Regions from separate parts of the Sus scrofa genome. Here region 2 is linked to region 1. A link is a contact called in public Hi-C data. All regions are on one chromosome and are shown on one strand. The core of a region is the stretch at or near the end of the contact, and the rest is flanking DNA. Distances in the headings are between cores, read along the strand shown. Region 1 holds the start of MIER1 (mesoderm induction early response protein 1). Region 2 holds the start of LEPROT (leptin receptor overlapping transcript).

What was found. A called contact is a pair of places that touch in the nucleus more often than the background predicts.
Region 2: a Hi-C map of liver shows a contact between it and region 1, with 9 times the contacts expected there. The contact joins the promoter of LEPROT here to the promoter of MIER1 in region 1. A contact is called at or near these places in 2 of 47 Hi-C or Micro-C datasets (liver and skeletal muscle).

What each region holds. Positions count from the first base shown.
Region 1 is chr6:145,676,795-145,682,226 of Sscrofa11.1, reverse strand. MIER1 (mesoderm induction early response protein 1) reads left to right here and starts at 2,164. Exons shown (of 14, transcript XM_021096499.1): 1 at 2,164-2,357; 2 at 3,403-3,503. The coding sequence starts at 2,291. It overlaps WDR78 (WD repeat-containing protein 78), which reads right to left and starts at 2,092. Exons shown (of 19, transcript XM_021096495.1): 1 at 2,038-2,092; 2 at 1,988-2,035; 3 at 1,925-1,985. The coding sequence starts at 2,092.
Region 2 is chr6:146,984,865-146,990,296 of Sscrofa11.1, reverse strand. LEPROT (leptin receptor overlapping transcript) reads left to right here and starts at 3,036. Exons shown (of 4, transcript NM_001145388.1): 1 at 3,036-3,094. The coding sequence starts at 3,079. It also overlaps a transcript of DNAJC6 not described here.

The sequences.
Region 1 (5,432 bases), core at 915-3,414:
TTTTAATTAGATAAAATGGTTAGCTCAAAAACTGGTTATACCACTTCCTATCTCCCGCCCCACTCTTTCCTTAACAGATAACTTCTCATTAATGTGTTATTATTTAAGAAATCCCCCAAAGAATTTTTCTAACACTCTCTCAGGTACTATGAGGGTTCTATGACATTTAAAAAATTTACATGAAATAAAACTTAATTTTACTTTGAGATTTCCATACCTACAAGTAAAAACAAAAACCAGACAAGATGAGCAGTAGCTAATGTTACTGAAGTACATATTCATTCATTTGCTGTCAGCAAGTATTTACTGAGTGTCTTCTTCAATTCTAGGCAATAATGGTGGAAAAAAATCTCTGCCTTCATGGAATACATCATTGCTTGGATGAAGACAGATTAACAAATATATAATATGCCAAACACGAATAAGTTTTATGGAGAAGAATAAAGCAAGTTGAGGAACCTGTGCTGGGAGGAGTATTATTATTTCATGTAAGGTACTTAGGGAAGGACTCTTTGATGAGGTGACACCTGAAGGAAATGAGTCATGAGATTACAAGGGGGTATAATATTCTAAAGAACAGCAAATGCACATCTTGAGGTAGGGAAATGTGCCTGTACCATTGTGGAACCATCTGAGTGTATTTAGTCAGCCAAGGTGAAGAGTCCAAGGTGAGGTCCTGTAGGGCCCTGCAAGGATGTGGGCTTTCACTCTGAATGAAATGGGAAAAACTGGATGCTTTCCAGAAAAGCCACAGTGATTTACATGTTGAGGGTGACTGTTAGAGGGGGAATAAGTTCAGGTTTAGATACGAATTTTGAGATGCCTATTAACTCCTAAGTGCAGATGTTTGTCTGTTTTCGTGGAAAAGCCTACAGATAAACTTGTAAAGCATCAGTATACAGGTAATTCTGAAAGGCAAAAAACAATAGTGCGGAAAAGAGGTTTAAACACTGATCCCAGCAACACTCCCACATTTAGGTATGGACGAGATGAGGTACCAGCAGAGTATTTTGAAAAGAGGTAGACATAAACCAAGGGGACAATTAAGGAGGGGTGGTGTTCCAGAAACCCAATTATGTGATTCGAAACTCAAGAAGTGATAAACTAGATGAAAACTGCTAATGAATGTGTTAGAAAAGAAACTGAGAAATGTCCAGTTGGATAGCTGGAGAGCTATTGCTTACCTTCACAAAAGCTATTTGTGTGTGTGTGAGAGAGAGAAGTGGTAGGATGGACAAAGACCTGAGTACCATATTCAAGAGAGAACGCAAGGTTCTCTTCCAAGTTCATTCAACAAGTTCTGCTAAAGAAAGACAGCTGGAAGAGACTGGAGAGCAGAGTCACAGAAGGCTTGAAAAGAGAGAACAAAAGTGGTCTGGAAGCATGGAAGGGCCGAGGAATTAGGAAACTTTAGTGGGGCTGCTAGACTAAGGGACCATATAAGTTTAAATGTGAGACAAATCGCCAGAGCTGTCTGCTTTTCTCCAGCCTCTCATCCACTGCTGCAGAACAACAGAACGTTGTGAGCTGGAATGAGTTTTAAGGGAGGATGGTATGAGGAGGAGGCAGGAAAAAACCTCGACTACAGCGCATAGCAATGTACAGTCTGATGAGTCATAGAAGTTGAGAGGATTGAACATCTCGGCACAATTTGAAGGCAAAAGGCTTGAGACTGCAGACCGAAAACAAAACAAAAAAACAGGAGTACTAGGACGAAAGGTAGTTCTAAACAAACTAGGTTCTTTTCTAAGAGAGCAAGCACAGCAGTAGAGGTTTAGAAAAGGATGTATTAGGTCAAGGAAGGAAACACTGCCGCCTAGGAGCTTCCAAGACTGCTGATTGAACACAGATGCAGTAAAAGGCTCTGAAAGGGCTCTCTCCGGGATCAGGCGGGATGGACTAAAGTTTCAGCGCCGGAACTTACACCCCGAGATTCTGCTGCTTGCGGCTGTTTACCGGAGAGATGGGCATGGCGGCGACCGGATGGGAGTGGTCGACCACCCCCTTCCTTGGCTGCTTCTGGAGACCCAGTATCCCAACCCTCGGCGTTAGCGGCTCCAGCTGAGGCACGGGAATGTTTGCCGGGCGTCATGGAGACAGTGGAGCCCTGGCTCAACAAGCGGCCGCGCGGTTGGCTGGCGGCTAGAGGCCCAGGAGGAGGGCGGAGGCGAAGGGGAGGGCAGAGGGTTGGCGGAGCAAGAGGAAGCTCCGGCCGACGACTAGAAGAAGGAGGCGGGCGGCCCGGGCCCCAGGCCCCTCCCAGGCTCTGAGTCTCCCCGGCTGCAGGCGGATGGATGGGGCTTCTTCAGGCGGTGGCGGCAGCAGCGAAGGTGGCGGTGGCAGCAGCGGCAGCGGCTGTAAGTGCAGCCTCCATAAACCATCTATCCTCTCCTAGTCCTATTTGGGATGAAGGGCTCTCCAAGTGTCCCCGGTACCCTTTTTCTCCTTCCCCTCCCCCACCGCACTGTATCGCCCGGAAGATCCTTAACTTCCGGGGAGGGGCTGAGAGATCAAGCCCTTCTTGCTCCCCCTCCCGAAGTGGCGCCGGCCACCCAGGGCGCATGCGCAGCGCCTCTCCGCCGCCCACCCCTTCCCAGCCGGGTCTTTTGCTTTGGCGGTGGTGGCTGCAGCGCCGGTCTTCCCCAGCATCCGCGGCGCGCTGGGAATCCGCTGCGGAGTGAGTTCGCCTCGCCCTGTCGGCTTCCGCCCCTTTCTTCAGTCTGATCCCGAACCTGGTCGGGGTGGGGCCAAGCTGATGGTGCCCGTGGCTCCGCCTCTTTGCCTCTGTATCACGGATTCGATCCCACTGCAGCCCTTGGGCGAACCGGCCCTTTTCAGAGGGAGTGAGGGAGGGAAGAGAGGCTCGAAGAAGGCGTTATTGTAAGGGAGTGAGGTCCTCGCAGCCCCACCCTGGAGACAGATGCCTCCCCCGCCTTTGAATGGCCTTGTTCTTTCAGCTTTTGGTGGAAAGATCTCTGGCCTGGAGCCCATCGCTAGTCTTCGCTATGTGACCTTGGGCGAGTCATTATCCACCTCTGGGCCCCATTTATCCCCAAAGCTTCCTCCAACGCTAAAACTCTTAATTTTGCAGAAAAGCTTATGCAATTACAAGACTGGCCCCTCCACTGAGGCCGCTTAGCTGAGACCACCCGGAGTTGAGTGAACCTTTCTTCAGTCATGGGTGGAATAAGGCGACCTATTTTTGGGGTCGCTTTTATTTCATTACCATCAGTTACAGACTGCATGACCCAAGGCTCATTAATGTTTTTCTAAAATTGTCGTGGGATTCCTGTCCCAATTCTTGACCGTGTTTTAAAAAATTAGAGACAGGGTGAATGGGGAGCTTGTGGTATCATCGTCTTTGGTCTCCTTACTACTGAGGCTCTCTTTCCTTTGATCCAGATGGTGTGGTGGCTCGATTCTCCCAGTGCCTGGCTGAGTTTCGGACGTGGTTAAGAACCAACTGGTTGAGGTTCAATGCAGACAAGACGGATGTGATGCTGGTAGGCAGGGGCACGCTTGGAGATTAAGGGAGGGAAAGTCCAAACTCCCTCAAGTAATATAAATGTTATATTACTCTTCTAGTGTATGAGAACGACTGATGGGCTAATAATTTCCAGAGTTTGGATGAGATAAAAATAACATGTCAAAAATATTAAAACTATTGAAATATCAGTTTGTGGTAATCTGATAAAGTGGAACCACTGGATACAATTCTTTATGTAAAAATTACGAAAAGAAAAACCAGAACTGTTCTTTGAAGAATCAAAAGGCTATATATATGTGTGTGTATTTGGAGTGGCATTAATAAAAATCAAACTAACAAAAAGATGATGCTGATTGTTGCATAGATGTGGGGCTTACAAATGTAATGCATTAATTACTACTTTGTAACCTACATTCTGCTTGCTAAAGTAAAGGTAAAATTCTCAATTTATCTAAAATCTCAGTTTAAAAATAGGTGACATCAACATTTAGGTATTCTCAACCAAATTCATAGTTATCCATAAATTTTTACCTGCACATCATGTGTAGGCTGTCACTTTTAAATAAAAATTTTAGGAAATAGTTTACAAAGTAATCTCAAAAGGGACTCGTGGACTCTGAAAATTGTTAGATACAGAATTTGATTTTAGAATTGTGAATGTGCTGTATTAATCTGTTTCATTTAAACAGTCTCAGAGTCTAAATTGTTACAGGTATTTTCTTGGTGCATTTTGAGAGGTACCTTTCTGAATTGCATAACGTGTTTTTATAGTATTGGTATACATTACTTATCTTTGAATCAAATATTGGTACCAAATTAAAGGTTATATTTCTTAGATGTATGTAAATTGCCAGGTTTAATTATTGGCTAGTTTGAGGTGCTGGTTGAAGTAAAATTGAGGCTTAACATGCTTTTGTTAATAGCAAAATAATAACTTTGAGGGGTTCGTGTATGTGTGCATGTGTGTGTGTATGTATGTGTATTGGAGCCTCTATAAAATTGTTTAATAATTTTTTAATGGAGTATGCAGTAAATTGCTTAAAAATAATTTCCCAAAATAACAGCAGTTTTGAGTAGCTTAATGTGGTAAAAGTTGATGTTAGCTTGCCGGAAAATAAGGAAGCCTTTAGGTGGAGAATGGGAGCTAAAGAGGCATTTATTCAGGCTTTGTATAGTGATTTTTTTGTTTTAAGGCATTAGCCACAAACCTCACATATAATTGGAATTAACAACACCTTTTAGCCTAACTGTAAATGTTTTACTACACAATTCTAACAGAACTACCATTTTGGATATCACAATAATAAAGACTATAAACTAATAATTTTAAATACCTAATCGGTAATGGTGAATTTTCTCATACTGTCAACTCTATAACGTCCCATTTTCAGTTCACCTAGTATCAATAGGATTTACAGATTTATTTTTGTTAACCCAAGTATAAATATTAAGTGTTTGTATTTGAATACAAAGAAGACATCTGTTGAATTAATCCAAAATGCTGGAGAACTCAAGGTAGCAGGAAGAAGTAAGAAGGAGGTAGATTCTAATTTAATAAAAAGAAGACTGTTCCAAACATTAGAGCTTTTTTTTGAAAAGAGCAGCCTTATCAATGCATGAGAGAGTGAGTCACTGGAGGTGTTTAAACATAGGCAGAAAAGCCTGGTAGTGGGGAAAATGGAATGAGGGATTCCTACCTAGACAGGGTAGAAATTGACTAAAAACCGCTAAGGTCCCATCCAACATTAAGATACTACAGCTCATGAATCATTAAGTTTTACATATTTGATACTAAAGAGGTAAGCAAGAGTTTTGAGAAAGACTTAGCTATCCTTAAGATGGCTCCTAAAAATTTTTAAGATAGAATAATAAAAGGGGAGTAGAATTCAGTACTATTGAATTCAGTGTTAATATATTACTCGAGACTTAAAATATTGGAGGTGTT
Region 2 (5,432 bases), core at 1,787-4,286, 1.3 Mb before region 1:
CGGTCTAAAATATTTGTAATGTATATTAAAAGGCTCGAAAATATTTGTAGAAATGTAAGTTATTTTTGCACCCAGGAATATGATGACAAGCTTGAATTATACTTTCTGACATGATTCACTTTTACGAAAAATTATGAGGAAAGAATATGAAAAACCTATAATACATTTGCACCAAAACATAATCTGACAGGATTTCTTGGTTTATGCTTTTTTTTTTTTTCTTTCTGTCTTTTTAGGGCCACACCCGCGGCCTATGGAAGTTCCCAGGCTAGGGGGTCCAATCAGAGCTGTGACTGCTGGTGTACGCCTCGGCCACAGCAACACGGGGTCTGAGCTGTGTCTGCGGTCTACACCACAGCTCACGGCAACGCCAGATCCTTAACCCACTGAGTGAGGCCAGGGATCGAACCTGTGTCCTCATGGATATTAGTTGGGTTTGTTACCGCTGAGCCACAACGGGAACTCCAGCTTTGGTCCTTTTTTCTTCTCCCTGGGCTGATAGAGAGCTGCATACATAAAACAGCAGACTTCCACTGTAAGTTCTGTAAGGGGAGTGGTTGGCTGTGTGTAAAGAAATGGTGGTTGAGAGGGAGGAAAACCAACACTGACTGATTTCGATAGTGCCGCATCATACTTGCATTTAACTTAAGCAGTGACTTGGGAGCCACTGCCTCTATCTTGCATGCACTGCCCTAGGTGCTCTTACCTATATAAATTTTTCTCATTTAATTTTCAAAACGTTCTGAGAGGCAGGTTTTACAAATCCTCACTCAGGAAATGGAAACCTGGAGAGATTTACCCAGAGCTAAGGTTTGAAGTTAGATCTTTTCTGAAGGTTAAGGAAAGATTATACGACATAGGTGAACTGTATTTGTGAATTTGACCAGCATTTTGTACATACTGCATGCAAAACACTGATAGATATGTAAGGGAAAATAAATGATTGAATGGATTTGACTGTCCTGTTAAACATTAAGGACTATTATTTCTAATCACTATGGCAGTTCCTGGCTTCTTGGTGCCTAAGATCTACTATGGGGAACCGTTCAAGTGCTGGCCTGTCTGACTTCAGATTTAACATGTGGAGGCTTGAGCTCAGCTTCCCTACCGATGAGATACTATTTGAGCTGTAGTTTTCCCATCTGTAAAGTGGAGATAGTAAAACCTGGTTCCTAGTGTGAGAGAATTGGATGGAAGGAGGGAATATAAAAATTGATCCAGGAGTTCCCGTTGTGGCGTAGAGGAAACGAATCCAACTAGTATCCATGAGGACGCAGGTTTGATCCCTGGCCTCGCTCAGTGGGTTAGGATCTAGCGTTGCCGTGAGCTGTGGTATAGGTCGCAGAGGCGGCTCGGATCCTGCATTGCTGTGGCTGTGGTATAGGCCGTCAGCTGTAGCTCTGATCAGACCCCTAGCCTGGGAACTTACATATGCCACGGGTGCAGCCCTAAAAATTAAAAAAATTAAATTAAATAAATAAATAAAAAATTACCCATAAAGTCCTCTGTAGTCCTAGGCAGTGTGACAGAGGACATGGATCTTATTCTTCCAAGTAACGTACTAACAGCAAGTTAAGGGATAGGACTCAGCTTCTAAGGCTTTACTTTCTGTTTTTGGTGACTCATTCTCGGGGAAACATAAAATGGGTAAGTGGAAGAACAATTTTTCAGTGAACATCATCTGGCGAGAGGAAAACAGATTTTCTCAGGAGATGGCTAAAACCTCTGGCAAGATGGTTTTCTCTCTAAAGAGCTTCATAAACTGAAAAGGAAAGTTGGAGACAAATACTGTCTCTGCATTTTTCTGATTCTCGTCATTACCCTGGAGCAAACACCTTATCTTTTTGCATCTCACCATCTTTCAGTTTCTTCTAAGCCTGAGGCATTCAGACCAAGCTGTGCCTCTGAAGTAAGGTCATTTTTCTTCAAAATCATTTCTCCTTCTTGAGACTAGCCTCAGGCTGACGTGGAAGGTCCCAAGAAACCCTTACATAGTTTTCCTAGACACGGCTGGGTGCTTGGGGATGAAAAGGGAAACAGGAGATTTGACCCCATAGGAAATTCTCACCAATCAGGGGAAAGAGGCTTCCTCCTGAGGGCAGCTTTGTGTTTCAGTAAGGTAGCTAGAAATCCAGGCTTCCAGTTTGGGGCCGTGGAGAGTTTTCCCTGAATGCTTTAACTCAACATAGGGAAAGAGAAGTTGACAATAATGTGCTCAATGTACAGTTTTGAGAAAGGAAGCAGAGTAGTGAGCCTGAAAGGTGGTGGTGGTGAAAATTTGTACTTATGTAGCAAGGGGAGCCGGATTCTCCACGAACCCCTCGATCTTTCAATCCTGTGTAAAATTAAGAAAAAGTAATCGAAGAGGAGCAGCACCGTAAAATGGAGGGGTTCTCAGCTAGAAAGAGGGGTAAGTGGCCCATAATCCAACCTCCTGCAAAGAGTTGTGTGAAGCAGGCAAGTCCTATCCTTTCTGAGCCTCCTTCTGAAAAGGATGAACCAGGGCGGGAATTATGCAGAAGCTCAGGACCTAGAGGGAGAGCTCGGGGATCAAGGTCGGGGTAACCCTAAGAGAGCAGGACGGGGCTCTGGGTGGCACGGCTGGAGGAGATAGGTACCAGCAGGGGCGGATTCTGTGCGGCTAGGTTGGAGAGCTGGACTGTCAGGGGCGGGGCTCTGAGTGACTGGGCGGGAGGAGAGCCGGACCTGCAGGGGTGGGGCTCTGATTGGACGGAGCGAGGTCCAGCGGGGGCGGGGCTTTGCGAGGCGGAGGGGTGGAGACCATTAAGGGCGGGGCTCTGAATAGTGCGGCCGGAGGAGATAGGGACCAGCAGGGGCAGGCCCTGAGTGGCGGGCGGGAGGAGATCGGGACCAGCAGTGAAGGGCCTCTGAGTGGCTGGGGGTGGAGCCCATCAAGGGCGGGGCTCTGAGTGGTTGGGCCGAGGGAGGATCAGCAGGGGTGGAGCTATGCGTGGCGGGGCGGGCTTGGGACCCAAGGTACGGCCCTGGGCCGGGTCTGGGCGGGGGCCACGGCCGCGGCAGGAAACCGGAAGCAGCCGCGGCCCCAACTCGGGAGACATGGCTGGCGTTAAAGGTACACCGGAGGTCCCCGGCTCGCTGGTCCTTTGGTGGGGTTGTGCCTCGGCTCCGGGCTAAGCCTGGAGCTGCGCCTTCAGCGCGTGGGCGGGGAACGGCTTCCCCCAGACCCGTCACCCTGCTCGCCTCTCTGGGTGGGAAGGAGCTCTCCTGCTCCCTTGGCCCCTTGGGGTGCGGGTGGAGGCGTGTTTCGGGCAACCTCACCCTTTTTTCTGCAAGACTGCTAGTCTGAGTGCTTTCTCCCGCGTCTCCGGGACGCTCCACGCGGAGCCCTCGCTGGGAGATCCTGGCTAGCCGTGGAGGCATCACCTCCCTGCTCCGTCCCAGTTCCTTGGAGCGTCGTCCCACCCGCTCCTATGCCGAGTTTTAAACTAGGTTTTCACTTCCTGACATGTCCATCCTAACGCCTCTCTTCCCTTTTCCTGCAACTTCGCTGAGTTTCCCATTTCTTCCAGAGGAGCCATTGTCTCCAGTGTTCCCGGAATTGGGACACTGAAATATGTTGTTCCTAATGATTTTTCCAGTTGGGCAGAGTTGGCTTCAAGCGGGTGTCAGCAGAAAGCACCCTGAAATGCTGTTTCTCGTAACTGTGGAGAATGGGTGCACGTTGATCGCCCCTTTTATCAGTGTTTATTCATTTATGGACAGACAAGAAGATAGTGTTTGCGCTGTACTTGCTTTTGGATGGGGCATTTGATTTTAAAAAAGAGGGTACCAAAAACACCAGTTCCCTCATCTACGTGCCTTCAGAGGGACTGGGGATGTGACTGGGAGAGGTCGGAAGTCATCCTTTTGGTTTGGTAAGACGCCTTTTGATTTCTGATCTTTTGAATAGAGTAGCATAACTTGTTTCTACGTTGGCGTTCTAGCCTTGAAATTTATACCCAAAGATCTTCCCTCTCCAGTTAATCGGCATGTGCCTAAACATTCGTCCGGGTGTATTTGTACCCAGGCATGAGTTTATGATGAAATTTATCTGTGTGTGTAAACTGTTAGCAGCAGACGCATTTTCTGGCTGACTTTTACATGTGGCATTAATTAGTAAACATAATTTACTTGGACACTGTCCTCTGTGTAATATAACCATTTGAAGCTAGTGCAGGGAGTTTCCATTGTGGCTCAGCGGAGATGAATTCAACTAGTATCCATGAGGATGTGGGCTCCATCCCTGGCCTGGCTCAGTGGGTTAAGGATCCCTCATTGCTGTGGCTGCGGCGTAGGCTGGCAGCTGTAGCTCTGATTCAGCCCCTAGCTTGGGAACTTCCATATGCCACTAGTATGGCATGTGCCCTGAAAAGCCCCCCCCCAAAAAAAAAAGAAAAAAAAAAAAGAGTAAGCCAGTGCAGAAAACAGATGACAAGTGACAAGTATCAGGACTACACTGTGTTTAGTCATGCGTGGAAACTATCAAATAATACTACTTATTATGAATGTGTTAGAAATTGTGATGTGGTACAAAGGAAGATAGGCTATGAAATGAAAAAGGACTGCGAAAAGGAAGCATTTGCAGGTAATTCAGTTCATCTTTTAAAGAAGGACTACTGTATGCCTTTATGCCTGAGGCTTGGGATAAAGAGTTAAATGAGAAATTATTGTTGGGTGACAGAGCTGGAAGTAATTGTGCTCCTGTTTAAATGGCTAAGGTGTGCTAGGGTACAATGAGAACACAAATAGCTGTGGATCGATGCTCCTACATAAATGTGTTCAAGTTCTAATTGCCTTGGATCTGTGAACTTGACCTTATTTGGAAATAGGGTCTTTACAAATGTAATTAATTTAGGATGACATTGGGTTAGATGGGCTCTAACTCAATGACTAGTATCCTTATAAGAAAAGGGAAAATTAAACATGGAGACATATGGGGAGAACACCATATGAAGACAGAGGCAGAAACTGGAATGATGCATCTACAAGCCAGGGAGGACCAAAGAAGGCAGACAGCTACCAGAAGTTAGGATAAGGCAAGGAAGGAGACTTCCCTTAGAGTCTTCAGAGGGGGCATGGCCCTGCTAACGCCTTGGTTTCAGATATCAAGCCTCTATTACTGTAAGAGAATAAATTTCTGTTCTTCAAAGCCACCCAGTTTGTGGTTCATTATTAATAGCAGCCCTAGGAAACTAATACAGATGGGATTCCTGAACCCTGCTCCGGGGAGGAAGAGGACCACTTTCACAAAAGAGGCCATCCTTGGTCTGAATCTCAAAGGACCAATGAGGCTTCAACTGGTAAAGGATGGAGGGAAGGCAGAGTTTATTCTAAGTGGAGAACCCATGTGACATGGGGCCGAGGTGCACCTCGAGTGCTAGAATAGCTCGTGGGCTGTGAAAGCAACTGTG